2 separate regions of the Zea mays genome follow, and region 2 is linked to region 1. Evidence: chromatin contacts called from public Hi-C data. All regions are on one chromosome and are shown on one strand. The core of a region is the stretch at or near the end of the contact, and the rest is flanking DNA. Distances in the headings are between cores, read along the strand shown. Region 1 holds the start of LOC100273544 (Auxin response factor 2). Region 2 holds the start of LOC100272797 (Nuclear pore complex protein NUP1).

What was found. A called contact is a pair of places that touch in the nucleus more often than the background predicts.
Region 2: a Hi-C map of tassel shows a contact between it and region 1, with 3 times the contacts expected there. The contact joins the promoter of LOC100272797 here to the promoter of LOC100273544 in region 1. A contact is called at or near these places in 2 of 25 Hi-C or Micro-C datasets (ear and tassel).

What each region holds. Positions count from the first base shown.
Region 1 is chr3:94,804,971-94,809,531 of Zm-B73-REFERENCE-NAM-5.0, reverse strand. It overlaps LOC100273544 (Auxin response factor 2), which reads left to right and starts at 1,533. Exons shown (of 15, transcript NM_001320084.1): 1 at 1,533-1,772; 2 at 1,892-2,028; 3 at 2,837-2,935; 4 at 3,012-3,065; 5 at 3,136-3,321; 6 at 3,421-3,505; 7 at 3,966-4,056; 8 at 4,162-4,326; 9 at 4,512-4,561. The coding sequence starts at 1,751.
Region 2 is chr3:95,568,153-95,572,651 of Zm-B73-REFERENCE-NAM-5.0, reverse strand. LOC100272797 (Nuclear pore complex protein NUP1) reads right to left here and starts at 2,833. Exons shown (of 8, transcript NM_001360114.1): 1 at 2,438-2,833; 2 at 2,041-2,087; 3 at 807-928. The coding sequence starts at 2,759.

The sequences.
Region 1 (4,561 bases), core at 284-2,783:
TTCGTTCCGGCTTACCAAACACAGAACAGAGCGGCTCCGTTCCTAGAATCAGGGATGGAACGACTCCATTCTACTTGGCTCCTCAACCAAACACTACCTTTGTTTTTCTAGAAAAATAAGGCACCAAGACCAAGTCCAAGCAGCACAATGCAAAGCTAGGGATGACAATGGGCTGGGTTCGGATCGAGTAGAGTAAATACCCGTCCGCGACCATACCCGCGGGGATTATCCATATCCGCCCATGACTATACCCACAGGTAAAATTTTATACCCATACCCATCGGGTATCGGGCGGATATCGGGTATCCGTCGGGTATAGCAGCTTGGTGCATTCTCCCTAAATGAAGTCTAGTGCAGTTCTGAGCGTCGCACATCGCCATGATCACCGGAGGCATATAATGTTGTTGCATAGTGCAGTCATGTAGATGTAGCCCTGGACATGTGTTGCTAATGTTTTTTTGTTAATAAACTTCCAACTCGTCAAAATCGAAGAGTAGCTAGCATAGTCGTCTGTGTATTAACACTCTCTTAGCTCAAGTACTTGTACTAGATAGCACTGGTACTACGTACTGGTACTTTATCAAATGTACTTGCACTAGTACTAAAACCAGATCAGAAGCATCAACAGACAGGGAGGTAGGATGAGCTGTCGAGGATGGAAGGCTAGCTAGCGTACTGGTAGTTTGAAAATCTAAAATCACTATTTTCGGATATCCGTCAGGTACCCGCGGGTAAGAAATCAAATCCGTACCGGATCCGTAATAAAATCCGGTCGGGCATGGGTAAGACTCATGGGTCAAATTTTATGTCTGAACACGTACCCGACGGGTCGGATATCCGACGGATATCCGAACCCACGGGTAAAATTGTTATCCCTACGCAAAGCTCGCCGATTAGACGAGCATTGGATCCTCAGCCCCTCACTCGCAAGCACCAATAGCCGGCTGACAGCGCCAATGGTTCCAAACCGCGTCTACCTCGGGCTTACCGGTGTCTTTCTCGACGCTAGGTGGCAGGTTATCAAAACTATACAGTCTATTAACAGACTAAACAGATAATTAAACAGTTTAAACAAAAAAGGAAACAGAAACTATTCACTGACATGTAGCGTTTGTCCGTGTGTACAGTAGATAAACTAAATGATCGTTTAGTCAAACATTGCCTCTGACCGGACCAACGCGCGGAGAGCGGCGCCCAACGCTGCTGCCAAAAGCACGCAAGCAAACATGGCAGTCGGGCTTGGCGTCCGTACAAACATAACAAAAAGCGGCGGCAGCAGTAATACAATTAAATATCTTACCCTGCCCCTTGCCCGCGGGGGAGAGACAGGCCCATGCACCCGGACCCGGGCCCGGCCCGGAACAACCAGGTGGGTGCAGCACACCGGCTGCCTTGGGGCGGTCGTGGTGGGCAACGCGAGGCGGCTGAAACTGACACACACAGACACACTCTCTCCCTCTTCCTCCCCTCGCTCTCTTGCAGTCTTGCTCACACAGCACATAGCACACACACGACACGCTGCGAGAGGGGTAAAGAACTTAGAAGGGCAGGCAGGAGAAGCGACACAGGAAACTGACGTCGCCTTCGGCGGCCTGCTACTTAAATAAATCCCCTCGCCTCGCCTCCGGCTGCCTCTTCCCTTTTTCCTTCCGCGCAAATCACTCAGGTGCCAGTTGCGCGGCGGAGATCGCGACGAATTCCGGACGGCAGGGAGGTGGTCGGGGGAACTGGGAAGTGCATGTGAGATCCGATGGCGGCGGCTGCCTGCGCCGGTGGGTGTGCGTGTCGCTCGCTGCTGGTTCGGGTGCTTGGGGCCCGGGCCTCCCCACCTCCAAGGGGTTTAGGTTTGTCTGTGACGAGGTTTATGTGCTTCTTTTGCCTGGGCGTGCAGGTGCGGAAGCAGGACGCGGATGCGGAGGGAAGGACGCGCTGTTCGTCGAGCTGTGGAAGGCCTGCGCGGGGCCGCTGTCCTGCGTGCCGCCGCTTGGGGAGAAGGTCTACTACCTCCCGCAGGGCCACATCGAGCAGGTGAGGCAGACAGGGAGGGAGGGTGCCCTGGCGATGCCCGTCTCTCGTTATTGATGTGGGTGCCGCCGCTGTATCCTCGCGTTTTTCGAAGCGCTTTTGGGTTACGCATGTGTGCATGCGTCGGAATCCTCGCCGAATTTCGCGTGATCGCAGCGGATTCCAGGGTTTGGAGGGGTTTAGGCGCGGGGTTATTTGATATGAGCGCGACGGGGTCCCTGTGCGGTGCGTGCCCTCGATTTGGGAAATTCCGGGCTCGCGCCTGCGCCGTGGCCCCGGATTTCAAGTCCTCGTCGTCCGCAACTTGGATTCGTGGTTCGGCTTCCTGTGAAGCCCGCGCATGTGCATGGAATCGTGGACTGTGAGGGGAATTGTCTCTGGCTTTTGGGGTTGATTCGCATGGCCGCTGCAGTCTGCGCTGGGGTTTTGCTTTTGATTTGGAGGGTTCGGCAGTTCTGATTTTGACGCGTAGGCACTTTGTCGCTCAGACCTCAAAGTCCCATGCGTCTTCTGATTTGGGGATTTTTTTTCTAGGTTTGACAGGTCCTCGGATACGTTTACTGGTCATTCCAGTGAGCTCATATGATGTTTTTTTTTCATTTCATTTGACCCTAGAGGCTTGGTCTTTCTTTAGTGCCTCTGCCTCGAATGGTATTACGAATCAGCGCCTTTATTGTTTTTTAATGCCATCCAAAGCTCCGCAATTTTTTACTTAGATATGCGGTGATTCCTCTTTCTAAGATTCTTGCGCTGCTCTATGTGATTTGGGGCGCTGATTGTGCGGGATTCTGTTGGTTTCTGCTGTGCTCAGGTGGAGGCATCGACGAACCAGCTTGCCGAGCAGCAGGGCACGCCCCTCTACAACCTGCCATGGAAGATTCCCTGCAAGCTCATGAACATCGAACTGAAGGTAACAACATAGCTTCTTTGCTGTTCACTGTAGAATGTTGTGAATGCATATTCTTTTTCCTCGTTTCCTTTGCTAGGTTGAGCCGGATACTGATGAGGTGTACGCCCAGCTCACCCTGCTCCCTGATAAGGTGGGTAACTTCTGGTTTTGCTTTATGCGTGCTCAGACTTGGAATGCTCAGACTAGTGTTTGATTCTCAGAAGCAAGATGAGAATACATCTACAACAGTGGAGGAAGAGGAGGTGGTGGTGCCTCCTGCGCTACCAGCCACAAATGAGGGTCCTCACATCCATTCCTTCTGCAAGACATTGACTGCCTCAGACACAAGCACACATGGTGGTTTCTCAGTGTTGCGCCGGCATGCAGATGAGTGCCTCCCACCATTGGTTAGGCCCTCTGAACCTTTGACTCATGTTGTTGTTGGTTTAACACTGCCTGTTGTTGGCTTAATGATGATGATGCCTTTGACGGTTCTCTTTGATCAGGATATGAGTCAACATCCCCCAAATCAAGAATTGGTGGCCAAGGACCTGCATGGGGCCGAGTGGCGGTTCCGTCACATCTTTCGAGGTGATGCCTCATTGTCTTGCTTGCAGTGGATTTATTCCAGAATAATAGTGTTATGTTCTTTCTTGTTTGTTCACTTAGTTTCACTAGACGAATGCATGCTTAATGCCTAGCTTGTACTTGTTTTTTTAATGCTCTAGAGGCTATTTGTGTGTTGACCATTCGGTTTGAATTTAATTGATAAGTTTTGTGCGAGCAATTCTGAGTTGTACATAAGCACTTCAATTCTATTCTCTGACTAGGGCTATACTGTCACCAGAAATTTATGTATTTAATATTTTCTTGGGTTGGTCTGCATTTGATTTTTGGATGATAGCAGTCATTTTATCAATGATTCTTTTTCATACTTAGTTTATTTGCTTTATGAATTTGTGTTCTGTTGTTGGTGACCTAAATTGTAACTTGGATAGTTGATGATCTTATACCTGTTAAAATTTACAACTTAGCATTTGATTTACATCAGGTCAGCCACGGAGACATCTCCTGCAAAGTGGTTGGAGTGTTTTTGTGAGCGCCAAGCGTCTTGTCGCGGGGGATGCCTTCATATTTCTCAGGTGTCATATTATGCTATGATGAGCAGTTAATGTTGGTTGCTCTTAACTCCTTTTTGACGTTTGACTACCATACCAATACCCGGTTCCTTATATTTTACATGATAGAGGTGAGAATGGGGAGCTCCGTGTTGGAGTTCGGCGTGCACTGAGGCACCAAACCACTATCCCATCTTCAGTCATATCAAGCCACAATATGCATCTTGGTGTTCTTGCAACAGCATGGCATGCAGTGAACACTGATAGTATGTTCACTGTCTACTACAAGCCAAGGTTTGCAAGGAATTATGAGCTTAGTCAAACTATTTCTGTTTCTGTGTTCACTTTTAGTTACAGGGCTATTCCAGTCCGTTACTTAATTGGTGCATGATTCCCTTGTATATTATAAAATGAAGTTTTGGGATCAATGGATAACGAATTGCACGTTTGAGCTGAGTTATTTACACTCATCCTTGCAGGACTAGTCCAGCTGAATTTGTGGTTTCGCGAGATAGGTACTATGAATCAC
Region 2 (4,499 bases), core at 1,584-4,083, 760 kb before region 1:
AGAGTTGAAACCCAACAAGAAGTCCCCAAAACGAGAAAGAGAGAGAAAGGGGAGGGGAAAAGGAACTCCGCAAGCAAGAGAATGCAACATTTCATTAAGGTCCTGTTTGTTTCGTTGGAATTGAATTCCATTCTAATAATCATAATTTAGACACAGACTAATTAAGTTAATATATTTGTATATGTAGTATATTTGTATATTATCCTAAATCATATGAGATAGTTATACACTACACTTATGCTATAGAGAAGCAAGTAAAAGAGTGTGCTATTAGTTGTACATTAGAAAAGTAGCATGTAAATCTATAGAATCAATTTCCATCTCTCACCCCATGAATTTGAGATAGGCTTATATATAAACTTTGGAGTTTGGAAAGTTGTGGAATGTCACATTCTAAAAAAATAGCCTACTACATTAGTTAGATTTCAATTCCTCAAAATGAAGGAAAACAAACGGGGCCTAAGAGAAAAGAGGAACTGTACAAAAGAGGCAATAATATCTTGAATACTGTAATCAAATTGCAATAATATCTTGAACAATGTTGTCTTAAATATGAATGTAATCAGATTGCTGCAAGAAAGGGCACATATACAACATTAAACATAAGAAGAATGAGGAATCAGGTGAGCCTGTGATTCTAGAAAGCTGTTAGGACATTGAATCAATATGGTATAAGTGGCAGCACAAAGTAGGAAAACATTTTGCAATTTGTCATCTAATGCAACTGGGCTACAACACTGCGCTGCTCGCACCAGAAATTGTGAATATCAAGTACAGGAGACAAGACTGAAATACCAGATACTTGCCTCGTGAAAGTTCTCTGCTTCAATAATTCTTCAAGAGCCGTTCCACCATGGTCATCAGAATTTCTTAGCATGTTTTCTTCCTCTTCCTTGGTACAACTTTGAGGATTTTCAGTACACAAATTCTACAGTGGAACAAACACATGTTTGGGAACTATGTTAAACAAACAACAAGATCTTTCAGCCCCAAACATGTTGGAATAAGTCTAGAGTTGAAACCCAACAAGGGCCACCAACAAAAGTCTCGGGAACTAAGTCACAAATGACATAAAATTGGAAGTCCAAAAGTAAATTAATTACCATTAAAACAAGTCAGGGGAGATTTTTTTCCTAGCATAAATGTTAAACAAACAACAAGACCTTTTAGCCCCAAGCATGTTGGGGAATTATAGAGTTGAGGCCCAACAAGGACCACCAACAAAAGAGGCATTGTAAACTAAGCCACAGAAGACATAAAATTGAATGTCCAAAAGTAAATTAATTACCATTAGAACTGATCAGGGTGTTACTTAAAATAAACAGAGTTTTTTTCCTAGCAGAAATGTTAAACAAACGGCAAGACCCTTTAGCCCCAATCATGTTGAGAGGGGTCTAGAGTTGATACCCAACAAGGGCCACCAACAAAAGGGGGCTCAGGAACTAAGCCACAGAAGACATAAAATTGGAAGTCGAAAGTTACTTAAAACAAACAGAGATTTGTTTTCCTAGTATAATAAATATAAGTAAATAATCTGTTCTACTCCCCCAGTCCAAATTAAAGTTCACTTCGGCTTTCTCCTAAATCAAACTTCTCAAACTTTGCCTTTGCCTGGGTTTTTAGAAAAAATATGTTATGAACTATAAGCTCAAGCAAATACTCAATCAAAATATATATCATGGAGAATTTAATGAAACTAATTTGATGTTATATATGTTGGTGTATTTTTCTATAATCTTGGTCAAAATAGAGATGTTTGGCTTAGGACAAAGACAAAATGAACTATGATTTAGAATGGAGGAAGTAGATGCTAAAAAATCAATAAAGCCTTCAGAAACAAGCTAAAATTGCAGGCTTGGAATAGACTCATAAAATGATCCTGAGGAAATGTTTTGAATTGAGTTAATTAATGAAAATAGTGCTTAACTGCTTATGGCAAACTCAGAGTCTAGTTGTATTAACTTATAAATCGTTTTGACAATCACTCAAATAAAGTAAAAATAAACAAAAATACATTATGAATTTATTGATTCAGCTTACATTGGCAGCCACTCCACCGTTTTCTTCACATTCTGGACGATCATCCACTATAGATTGAAAAGGGAAAAGTATGTTAGCTTGCCAGCAATAAATCAACGACACACTAGAAAAACAATACCACTCAGAGCATACTACATTCCAATAGTATCCCAAATCCATACTGAAAAATATGATAACTCGCTAACTTATTTAGCGCAGAAGCCAGAGTAAACGCCCAAATTCTGATAGCCAATAGCCCACAGGCTACATGCACAAGTAACATCTTAATCAAGTGTTGACTAAAGCTAAAATAGGTATTTCAACAGAGAAAATAGTACCAATCTCTAGGCTACAATCGCACGAACACTGAGCAAGCAGCAGAGCAACCGCAAACAATAAAAAATATGCAGAGAAAAACCTAAAGGTGGGGGAAGCGGCGAAGGCGGCTCGACGACTGGCAGCTGGTCGCGCGTTGGCGACGGGGCCGGCGCGGCTTGCTGAGGTTGAGACGTGCTGAAGCTGAACAAGGAGGGAAGGAATCGCGAGGTGCCGGCGGCTATGATCCGGGACAGCCACCCGCCCTCATGCGAAACCGCCGCCGTGGCGGTTCCAGGAGCGTGGGTCGGGGCGGTGGCCGGTCGAGCATATGGTGACGCAGCCACGGCGCGAGAGGGAGGGTAGCGGCGGATTTTGCCGCCGGTGCCGGCGCCGCTGCCGTAGTTGTATCGCTGGGACTCCATGCAACGGCGCTGTGGAGCTAGGGTTTCGCCGTATCGCGGGCGGCAAATCAGATAGCCGAACTTCACCCGCAGCGATGTATGCCTGCAGTCATGGGCATCGGACCGTCCGTTCCCATTCAACATCCAACGGCTAGACGCGGGGGCTGATCCTCGGCCCACGAAGAGAGAGCGTTTACACCATTCCAGTTCTGGATTAGCATCGATTGAAATTAAATCTATGTCATAATTCATACTTTAAAATAGTCCAAAACTACTTAAAAATTTTATTCGGTTAAATTCATCATAAAATATATCCAATGGTTTAGGAATTTTTTAAACTATGGATGTCGGCGTTTTGGACCTGCGAGGACCGTCAACCGACCAGTAAATTTGTTGTCGCGCGAGGGAGCGAGGGCGAGAAAGAGAGAGAGAGTCTCTGCGTGCTGTCTGTCTCGTCTGCCCCGCCTGTCCTCGACGTCCAACGTTGTCAGTGTTGCAACGTGTGTCCGTGACGTGCCTTAGGAAGGCCCTGGACATCCCCTTTTATAGATACAAGGAGATGCCCAGTTGTACAATGGGGTGTAGCTGCGAGCTAACGTGGCCGTCGGAGAAGCGCCTTGAGCCCTGTACACGAGCTATCGTGGCCGACGGAGAAGTGCCTTGAGCCCTGTAAAAGCACAGCTGTCGGCGTGGCATGGATACTGCTGACGTTGTCTTGCTTTCGTAGGAGGTTGAGAGCAATCCGACGTCATGGGCGCACGCGGGGAACCATCATTACCTGTTACCGGAGTAACCTTAGATGGGACACCAGTCTTGTTCCTTCATAGCCTGAGGCAACTAGCTAGGAGTAGGGTAATGATGTATCCCCTGTAGCGTAGTCGGTCCGAGGCCCAGGTCGGGCGAGGCGGAGACTTCTCTTGAGGCCGAGGCTGGGCTCGGGCGGGGTTGTGACTCCTCCCGAGGTCGAGGCCTGGGGTCGGGCGAGGCGGAGATCTTTTTCCGAGGCCGAGGCTGAGGCCGAGGCCTGAGGTCAGGCGAGGCGGAGCTCCTTGTTGCGCCCGAGGCCGAACTCGTGGGAGATCGTGACTCAGTTTCATCCTGGTGGTTGGCACGGTAGCCGGAGCGGGGTGAACGGCGTTGTTTTCCTGTCAGATCGGCCAGTAAAGGGGCGAAGTGACTGTGGTCACTTCGACCTTACCGACTGAGGCACGCGTGTCAGGATAAGGTGTCAGCCGATCCCCGCATTAAATGTGCACGCGATATGGTCGGCTGGTAAGGCGATTTGGCCAAGGTCGCTGCACGACAAAGTCTGCCCAAGCTAGGCTTCAGGCGAGCCGAGGGTGCGCTCATCGCCTGAGGGGACCCTCGGGCGAGGCGTGAACCCGTCCGGGACTACTGTTCTCGCCCAAGGCTGGGCTCGGATGAGGTTGCGTCCCTTGGTAGGCGTGGCCTTGACTTGAACCGCGCTTTATCAGCCGCGTATGGTTTGTTCTGAAGATGCTTTCCAACCGGATTAAGGAGCATTGGGGGTACCCCTAATTACGGTACCCGACAGTAGCCCCCGAGCCTCAAAGGGAGTGCGGGCACTCGCTTGGAGGTTCTGCCGGATTTTTGCAAGGGGACCGGCCCTTCTCGGTTATATTTTGTTCCGGTGGGTGCGCGCGAGCGCACCCGCCGGATGTAGCCCCCGAGGCCTCGGAGGAGTGGTTTGACTCCTCTGAGGTCTTAATTTTTTGCGATGCCTCGGATGGCCTTGTCGTT